2 separate regions of the Podarcis muralis genome follow, and region 2 is linked to region 1. The links are chromatin contacts, called in public Hi-C maps. All regions are on one chromosome and are shown on one strand. The core of a region is the stretch at or near the end of the contact, and the rest is flanking DNA. Distances in the headings are between cores, read along the strand shown. Region 1 holds the start of SLC11A2 (solute carrier family 11 member 2). Region 2 holds the start of TSFM (Ts translation elongation factor, mitochondrial).

What was found. Hi-C and Micro-C count contacts between places; a contact is called where the count stands out from the background.
Region 2: a Hi-C map of tail shows a contact between it and region 1, with 4 times the contacts expected there. The contact joins the promoter of TSFM here to the promoter of SLC11A2 in region 1. A contact is called at or near these places in 2 of 3 Hi-C or Micro-C datasets (blood and tail).

Annotation. Positions count from the first base shown.
Region 1 is chr2:7,848,101-7,852,816 of rPodMur119.hap1.1, forward strand. It overlaps SLC11A2 (solute carrier family 11 member 2), which reads left to right and starts at 2,209. Exons shown (of 17, transcript XM_028721495.2): 1 at 2,209-2,331. It overlaps LOC144326864 (a long non-coding RNA gene), which reads right to left. Exons shown (of 2, transcript XR_013391742.1): 2 at 2,627-3,326.
Region 2 is chr2:8,154,219-8,158,934 of rPodMur119.hap1.1, forward strand. TSFM (Ts translation elongation factor, mitochondrial) reads right to left here and starts at 2,190. Exons shown (of 6, transcript XM_028721505.2): 1 at 2,052-2,190; 2 at 248-391. The coding sequence starts at 2,138. EEF1AKMT3 (EEF1A lysine methyltransferase 3) reads right to left here. Exons shown (of 3, transcript XM_028721506.2): 3 at 4,194-4,716.

The DNA.
Region 1 (4,716 bases), core at 959-3,458:
CTGTAATGTGAATGTGGCTTACGTTTTCCTCTCGGATGGAAGAGGAATTGAGAGAAGAAATAGGACCAAATGGCACCATTTCTCAAGGAAGTGCACTCTGCATTCAAACACCATCAGTGGGAGCACATGAGTGCCGGAGTAAATGGTAATGTGCTTATAAATCAACAACAGCAAATAACTTGTATGTAGATCTTGATATGCTGATGAGCCACCAAGTTTATAGATCAAATATTGATTGCTGGTGCTGGAAAGAAGCTAGCCCTGCGGTCCTGGACATGTGGACCACAATTCAACATGAGCTAAGTATGCAAGCACCACCTATCAACTAAGTAATTTCTATTGCTTTCAATGCAACTTACACTCCAACAAGTGAGTGTCAGAGCAATTGTGTCCTCCCTTTAGGGCTGGCCCAAGGAACAATAAAATCATAGATATTTTATTTTGAAGACATCTGATTTTATTTAGAAGATATCTGAAGGCAGCCCTGTTTAGGGAAGCTTTTAATGTTTAATAGGCTATTGTATTTTAATATTCTGTTGGAAGCCGCCCAGAGTAGCTGGGGAAACCCAGCCAGATGGGCAGGGTATATTATTATTATTATTATTATTATTATTATTATTATTATTATTACTATCTAGTCCAACCTCCTGCAATGCAGGAATCTTAGCTCAAGCATCCATGACGAATGGTCATCCAACCTCTGCTTTAAAACTTCCAACGAAGGAGAGTTCCACTGTCAAGCAGCTCTTACTGTCAGAAAGTTTTTCCTGATGTTTAGTTGGGCTCTTCTTTCTTGTAACTTGAAGCCATTGGTTAGAGAGTCCTAGTCTCCAGAGCAGAAGAAAACAAGCTTGTTCCCTCTTCTGTGTAAAAGCCCTTGAGATATTTGACGATGGCCATCATATCTCCTCTCTGTCTCTTCCTTTCCAGGCTAAACATACCCAGCTCCTTCAAGCGCTCCTCATAAGGCTTAGTTTCCAGACCCTTGATCATTTTGGTTGCCCTCCTCTGCACACGTCCCAGCTTGTCAACATCCTTCTTAAATTGTGGTGCGCAGCACTGGACACAGTATTCCAGGTGTGGTACTATTACTTCCCTTGATCTGGACACTATACTTTTGTTGATGCAGCCTGGAATAGCATTAGCTTTTTTAGCTGCTGCGTCACACGGCTGACTCGTGTTCAGCTTTTGGTCCACCAAGACCCTGAGATCCTTTTCACATGTGCTGCTAGTATAAGACAGGGGACACCTATGTTGTATTTGTCCCTATTGAAATTCATTTTGTTAGCTTGGGCCCAGTTCTCCAATCTGCTAAGGTTATTTTGAATTCTGATTCTGTCTTCTGCGGCATTAGCTACCCCTCTCAGTTTGGTGAGTGTCACAACCTTCATTGTATGCTCAGCACTGGAGAGGGGAAGGTAGAAAATTGCAAAGGCAGACAGAAGAAAAGGCAAACCTTCTGAGTCTCTTAAATCAGTGCCCATCAATCTGGGAGTATGGTAATAAGTAGCAGCTGCTGCAATACCTGCATACATGCTGCGCACGGAGAGTCAAAGCAGCCAACATCTATGCACAAGATTGTTTTTTGTTGTTCAGTTGTGTCCGACTCTTCGTGACCCCATGGACCAGAGCATGCCAGGCACTTCTGTCTTCCACTGCCTCCCACAGTTTGGTCAAACTCATGCTGGTAGCTTCGAGAACACTATCCAACCATCTCGTCCTCTGTCGCCCCCTTCTCCTTGTGCCCTCCATCTTTCCCAACATCAGGGTCTTTTCCAGGGAGTCTTCTCATGAGGTGTCCAAAGTCTTGGAGCCTCAGCTTCAGGATCTGTCCTTCCAGTGAGCACCCAGGGCTGATTTCCTTCAGAATGGAGAGGTTTGATCTTCTTGCAGTCCATGGGACTCTCAAGAGTCTCCTCCAGCACCATAATTCAAAAGCATCAATTCTTCGGCGATCGGCCTTCTTTATGGTCCAGCTCTCACTTCCATACATCACTACTGGGAAAACCGTGGCTTTAACTATACGGACCTTTGTAGGCTTTACACTCATCTTAATAACTCTCTTGTGTTAAGGCTCCTGTGTGAATCCCCCTGTCTAGCTCTAATCTAAAGAGTGCAGGCGCCGCGCCAGGGCGGACTACTCTACCCTTTCCTAACTCTGCGCGCCGCGCTGCACCGGGAGGCGCCTTCTCCCTCCGATCCCGCCTCTCGGCCACACGGCGAGCCAATGAGAGCAGCGGGGCCCGGCGGAGGGCGGGGCCAAGGCTCTTGATGGAGCTGAGCCATGGAGCCAGGAGGCGGCGGCTGGAGGCGCCTGTGCTGCCGGCGAAGGTAAGGGTTGGGGGCGGCCAAGTTGGGGCGCGGGGCGCCCTGGCATGCATGCAGTTGCTGAAAGGAGGGGGGGGGGCTCATTTCAGCAGCGGGGGGGGGGGGGAAAGGTGGGCGCGGTTGTCCGCCGAGGTTTGCACACGTGTCACCTTCTGCTGCGTCTTGCTATCCCAGGGGTCAAGCCGGTCGTGGGAATGAGACAAAGAGGGGAGGGAAAATAAGATTACTTAGCCTAATTGTCCAGCCCAATGTTTGGAGGAGGCGCTGCTTTTATTATGGGGGAAAAAAAGAACCTCAGTTGAGCTTTTATTTTTATTTTTTTTTCTCCCACCCCTGGGTGGATTTCTAAATAAATGCAAGCCACCAAACTTGCTTTAGAGGAAGACCCGGGACACTGGCCTTGTCTGAACGTGGTTTTCAAAGGAAGAGGTTTAATTCTTGCCGAGTCTCCAACTTTCGCGTGTCTTTTGAAATGCTTTGCCCTCAGGAGCTGCCGTGCAATTCGGGGAAGCGCTTGCTTGCTGCTGGCCTCCATTTGCTTCTGAAATCATTTGCACAACTCCCTCGCCCTCGCTGTCTTCCAGAAAACGGTTGGCTTTGCATGAAACCCGGCATGTTTTTTTCTGGTGGTTTGCATTGAAAAAAGGAGCTTTCCTGCTATCCAAACATCCTCAGGCGCCTGGTTTGGGAGGCGGGGGGTGGAAGGTTGCTGATACGATTGCAAGGTTGCATTTTCACGTGGGTCGTTATCGCAAGTGAAATCAGTGGAGGAAGGGAAAGCAAGAGAGAAGGGGAGCATCTCTTTCCAAACCAAACAGAGTTGCAAGTCAGCGTGACCGGAGGGCATGTTCCTTTCCAGTTCTAAGTGGCCTGATCCTTTCCACCCCTTCCTCTCCTTCCCCCAGCAGAGAGATGGTTTTCTTGAATAATACACCAAGCTTTGCCTGGGAGTCCATCCCAGGTTTTTATTCTGGTCTGGGGAGGCAGAAGAGGGCACCCTGGGAAAAGCAAAGAGATAGGGATGACTCTCCTTTAGCATGTGACACTTGCAACCCAGTCTAAAGCATGTTTACTTAGACTTTTCAAGGCCAGGTGTTACCAGTGGGGTTTTATTTCCAGGTAAGTGCGTTTAGAATGGAAGCCTAAATCCTGTCTGCTGTTTCAACACTTCAAGCAACAAGGCTGTGCCTTATTTCTAGGCCTCCAGGTGTACAGGACTCTCGCCCCGCATCCGAAATACAGGAACAGTGTACTTCTGAATGCCACGTGCCAGGGAGAAACAGGCAAGAGTCATAATTTTCGTAGGTTGCCTGTGATTTCCCCAGGGGTGTTCTGTTGGGAACAGAATATTGGGCTAGATCAGGATTTCTCCACCTTGGGTCTCCAGCTGTTTTTGGACTACAGTTCCCATCATCCCTGACCACTGGTGCTGCTGGCTAGGGGTGATGGGAATTGTAGTCCAACAGCATCTGCAGACCCAAGTTTGGGAAACCCTGAGGAGCTAGATTAACCTTTGGTCTGACCTAGGAGGGAGCCTGTGTGTTGTGGAGCACAAATCTGCCCATTTCAGTGTTTTCTTTTCCATCTGGGCCTTGTTATGTTGCATTCTGTGTGAAGGAAATATATATATATTATTTAAGTAATGCTTCATGAATAGGAACTAAAAACTAATCCCAGTGCATGTACTGTATTTCTCTTATCCAGTTACCATCTTGCAAAATGTGTGGGAAGGTTGCTCAGATTTTCTAGCAAATAACTTGAATAACAGCAAGGATTGCATTATTGCATTGCCAATACAAAATTGTTTTTAAATAGTTACCACAGAGTCTCCCAAACTTGGGGCTCCACCTGTTTTTGGACTACAGTTCCCATCATCCCTGACCACTGGTCCTGGTAGCTAGAGATGATGGGAATTGTAGTCCAAAAACAGCTAGAAACCCGAGTTTGGGAAGCACTGAGTTACTACAAGGAAGACACAGGCCAGCCATTATTGTTGACACAAGTCAGTTAATATTGACACAGGGTCAGTCATTTATTTTTAAAGTGAGGGGATTCGGTTGTTTCTGGCAATATAGTATAAACGAGTTGGCCAGACATATGTTGTCCTGAGGAATAATCATGCACAGTCTAAAACTGGGTGAGTGAACAGGATGTGATTCAACAACAGCACCACTGCTGAGTTTGCTCTTAAACTCAGACTTGCGGGTGAAGACTGGTAGATGTCAGGCTTCATGATGCACTGTGTCTTGTGACACAGACAGTGAAAAACGACTTTTCACAAAACCTTGCTCAGATAAAGGCCCTCTAGTTTAACAGCATTCATTTATTTTCAATGCTGCTAACTACGTGTGGTTACTCCTCTTAAATACCTATTGGTCCCATGAAGGG
Region 2 (4,716 bases), core at 940-3,439, 310 kb after region 1:
AAAAGAGTCCCTACCCTCTGCCTACATTGACTCACACACAGGATAAAACATTCTGGCCTCTAAACTCACTTGCAACTGCTTCTCAGTGTGATTTACCCCACTGCCAGTATGCATTGGACTGCAACCTTAACATAAGACTTGCAAAAATTGCTTACAACACCATTATTTCCCCAAAAGTACTTGAAACACGCAGGCAAAAAACTAAAATTAAACTTGCATTTTATATCACCGAAACATTTGTTCTCACCTCACTGACATCATCAAATTTCTCCAAGGCTTTCTTGCAGTTCACAAACGAGTAGCCAGTTTTCTTTCTGAGCTTCACCAGAGCTTCCTTTGCTGCTAGAACCGGAAGGCCAGCATGAAGGAAATGAACTAGATGCAAGTCAAACTACAAGGGGAGAGGAAGACAAAAATAAGTGAAAAGGATCCAACAACCAAGGAGGAGAGGAAGATTTAAAGAGCAACCCCACGCATGTTTACTGATCTCACAAGAACCTTTCTCCAAATATATGTGTAGAATCAGAATAAGTTCTGATGCAACTACGTCTTTCAAGGGCTGTTTTCTGGGGAAGAACATTCCCATGGATCTACACATGTGCTTGCCAGCTCAGCACTTTTGACTATTAATTGTTTAATAGCAACAATATCTTGACCACACCCCCTCCCATTAAGATGCTAAATTTAGAACTTTGGGGAGGGGGATCAATAACAGATGTTTGTGTGCTGCAATCTCTGACACAGAAAACGAATTGCCTTGCTCGTCGGTCTTACATGCACGGCCAGCCCCTTTCTTGACCGCTATTTTGCACTGTGCTCCAGCTAGTGGTCTTCAGGAGTCAGGAACCCCAAATTGTACAGGTGCCACATAACTCCCACCCCGCACATGAAAGAACCTGATTGTTTAGTGCGTCAGCACCTAAACTTTGGAACTGCTATCAAGCAGGCACTTTCATTGAACTCTTTTTAAACCTTTAAACTCCATGCCAACTGCTATCAAGCAAAACAAATGCAATACCTTGTTACGCAGATGCAATAATTACAACATACAGAGCGCAACTGGCTGAATGGTAATGTTTGTAACAAATTTCTTTACTGGTTACTTCCTAACATACAAACCAAGTCCAGGATGTACACTATATAAAATCCTTAAGCAAGGTAAGGTAAAGGTAAAGGTAAAGGTACCCCTGCCCATTCGGGCCAGTCTTGACAGACTCTGGGGTTGTGCGCTCATCTCACTCTAGAGGCCAGGAGCCGGCGCCGTCCGCAGACACTTCCGGGTCATGTGGCCAGTGTGACATCGCTGCTCTGGCGAGCCTGCACCAGCGCAGCACACGGAACACCGTTTACCTTCCCGCTATATAGCGGTACCTATTTATCTACTTGCACTTTTTTTTTTAAGGGTGCTTTCGAACTGCTAGGTGGGTAGGAGCTGGGACCGAAAGACGGGAGCTCACCCCGCCGCGGGGATTTGAACCGCCGACCATACGATCGGCAAGTCCTAGGCACTGTGGCTTTACCCACAGCGCCACCCGCATCCCTAAGCAAGGTATATAACCTATATAATTAAATCCAATGCAGATATATTTCTTTCTTAATACATTCTTGTTTGAGTTCATATATCACACAGTCCTCGAATGTGCTTGCGCTCTATATGTTGTAACTACTGCTATCAAGCAGGGACTCTTTTTGGCACCTGCTAGAAACCACTCTTGTTTAAACATTGCCTACCCAGGTGCTTATAAATGATGGTGTGAATTTAAACCTCTTTTGTAGTAGTTTAACTTTTTTGCGGTTTTTAAAGTGTGGTTTTTACTTTTCCCTTCCCCTTTGATTTTTTTCGTTTTTCCTTTCTGTGTGAACTGCTTTCACGATTTAGAGGTGTATTAAATTTTATTAATAAATTAAATTAAATTAAAATGCGGACCCCGCGAGCCTGAGCTCCATCACCACGCTCCGTGCCCTCCCCGTGTTTGCCCTAGACGACAGAGACGGATCTAAGCAGGGAGAAGCAGAGGCAGCGACGCCCAACGAAAGACTTTCGCACTCACTTGCCCGGCTAGAGAGCCCCTTTTCCGCAAGCGCAGCAGCGCCCTTCCCAGCCCAGCCATCCGCTGCATCTTCAAGGCGCTTGCCATTATGCGTCACTACGCGCGCGACGCGACGCGCGCCCTTACGTTCGTTTGGCTGAGGCCGCGCACGCGCGGTGCCGATCGTCACTTCCGCCCATTCGGCCTGCCGGGTTCTAGTTCGCGCGACGCACGCCATTGGCTGTAGCAGCTGGGCGGGGGAGGGGGGGGAGGCAGGTTGCACCAAGGAGAATGAAACTGATAGAGCAGCGCTCACGTTTTAGGTTCCGGGTTTGCTTCGGACCTCTAGTTTCGCCTTGTGTTAAAAGCAATCCAAGGATATATTTATAATGCAGAAGTGATTAAAAAACAGAGAACTGCGCAAAGGCCGCGCCTCCGATTCCAAGTGAGGGTGGAAGGGCTGAGGCGGCTTCGCAGTGCAACCCTCACCAGGTCTACTCAGAAGTAAGACCCATTGAATTCAATGGGGTCTAGGATTGCAGCCTTATTCTTGCTGCAGCCCGAGTGTTTTTGGTGTGGTCACAACAGGAAGCCGTCCTTATATCCCCCGCTGGCTTCATTTCCACTGCAGCTCCCTTAAGCACCACTGAACACCCTGGGGTCATTCTGCAAAAAGATGGACACCCTGCATTAAATATCCCTAACATTCAGGGCCGGCCCAAGACATCTCTCAGCCGCTGGTTTCTTCCCCAACCTGCAACACAAGGGATAGTCACAACAGGCTCTGTGTGTGTTTTCATACAGAAGACCTGCTTTTGGAAGACCAGCCACCTTTCTCTTTACTTCCACTCCCATCATATATTTTAGCTTGCATTTTTCCCAGCAATTAAACATAACCTGATTGTCTCACAAGCTTATCAATACAAAAAAAATTTCCTTCCAGTAGCACCTTAAAGACCAACTAAGTTAGTTCTTGGTATGAGCTTTCGTGTGCATGCACACTTCTTCAGATACACGTATATCTGGTGTATCTGAAGAAGTGTGCATGCACACGAAAGCTCATACCAAGAACTAACTTAGTTGGTCTTTAAGGTGCTACTGGAAGGAATTTTTTTTGTTTTGACTATGGCAGACCAACACGGCTACCTATCTGTAACTGAAGCTTATCAATACTTATCCTTGCAAGCTTATCCTGGTTTGGCTGCACTGGTTGTCAGTTAGTTTCCAGGCCCAATTCAAAGTGTTGGGTTTGACCTATAAAGCTTTAAATGGCTCAGGATTGCAATACCTCAAGGACCGCCTCTCCCCATATGAACCAGCCTAGACCCTGTGATCTCAGGGATGCTGGGATATATTCTCCTGCAATGCAGCTCTGAGACACTTTACAATATGGTTACCAGATTTTTTCAAGGACACTTTTTTTTGGAATGTCATGCTTTATTTTAGGAAAGGGTTGCCCAGAGTTCTTGACCTTTTTTGGGGGGGGGGGGACGCCAAAGTTGTCGGGTGCACACCTCGACACAAGTCAGGCGGAGAAGCCCATCTACAAATACACAAATGCCCCAAAAAAAGGTTGGTGGTGGTGGAGAGAGAGAGATTGAGTAAAGGCACTTGCTGGTCTAGGGAAAACACGCATTAAAACACACACACAAGGCACCGGCTTCCCATAACCGGGAGACTGCTGGAGGGTGAGTACAGTCTCTATAGAGATTTAACTGGTGGTGGTGGTGTCTGTGTCTCGCAACGCGGCAGAGCTATTTTCTATGCTTCTCCTCTTCTTCACTGCCTCAGCACCTTGCTCGCCCGCCCCACCCAACTCGGGCGCGCAGAGCCTGCAGCAGAATAGCGCAGCAGACTCTTCTGCTACAGGCAGCTCTGCGCGATTTCGGAGCAAGCGTTGATCAAGGAAGTGAGTCAGAAGGAAGCTCTCTGGCTCGCGCTTCGCCAGAGCCAGAGAGCCCCCCCTCCAGCCAGCGGATTGGCTGGCTGGAACTCTGACGTGGCTGGGACCTCCGGTGTTGCTCACTGCCATGGGGCCCACATGTTGCCTCGCCGGAAGTCCCGAGGCATAAATCCGGGGGCGTTAATTAAAATCCGGGGACATTCTGGAAACCGGGGACATTTGCTAACCCTGCTTTTTAAAAAAAATGCAAACATAGAATATTACTTTAAATTGCTTCTGTAATTCACATGTTGAGTAAAATCTTACCCAGAGTATTTACATGCACAGCTTCCTTAAGATATTATACAAATTGAACTGAAACCAGGATCCCTAAAAATGCTACCTATTAATAATTTATATAATCAGGAAATTGATAACGAGATAGTACCTTAGTGCAAAACAGAAATACATAGTGCATAGGCATGTGGGATGTTAAGCCATCTTTAAAAAGATAACATTATCCTTGTAGAAATGATATATCCATCTTTTTATGCAATCACAAAATTGTCATTTTAAAAAAGCATCTCTTAAAATGAGAAAAGGCATCTTAGTGTCTTTTAAAGCACTTGTGTAATGCTTCAGGTCCCTTGCCCTGGAGTTACTAAAATAATATTTTCTTTTTTGAACCAGGATCATTATTAAAGGTAAAAAAAAGCAGTTTTACAAATTTCACTTAGGAAAGAATACCAGAGTGCCAAACACATTAAATCTAAGGGCACATCCTAGAACGCATGCCTTCTCTGC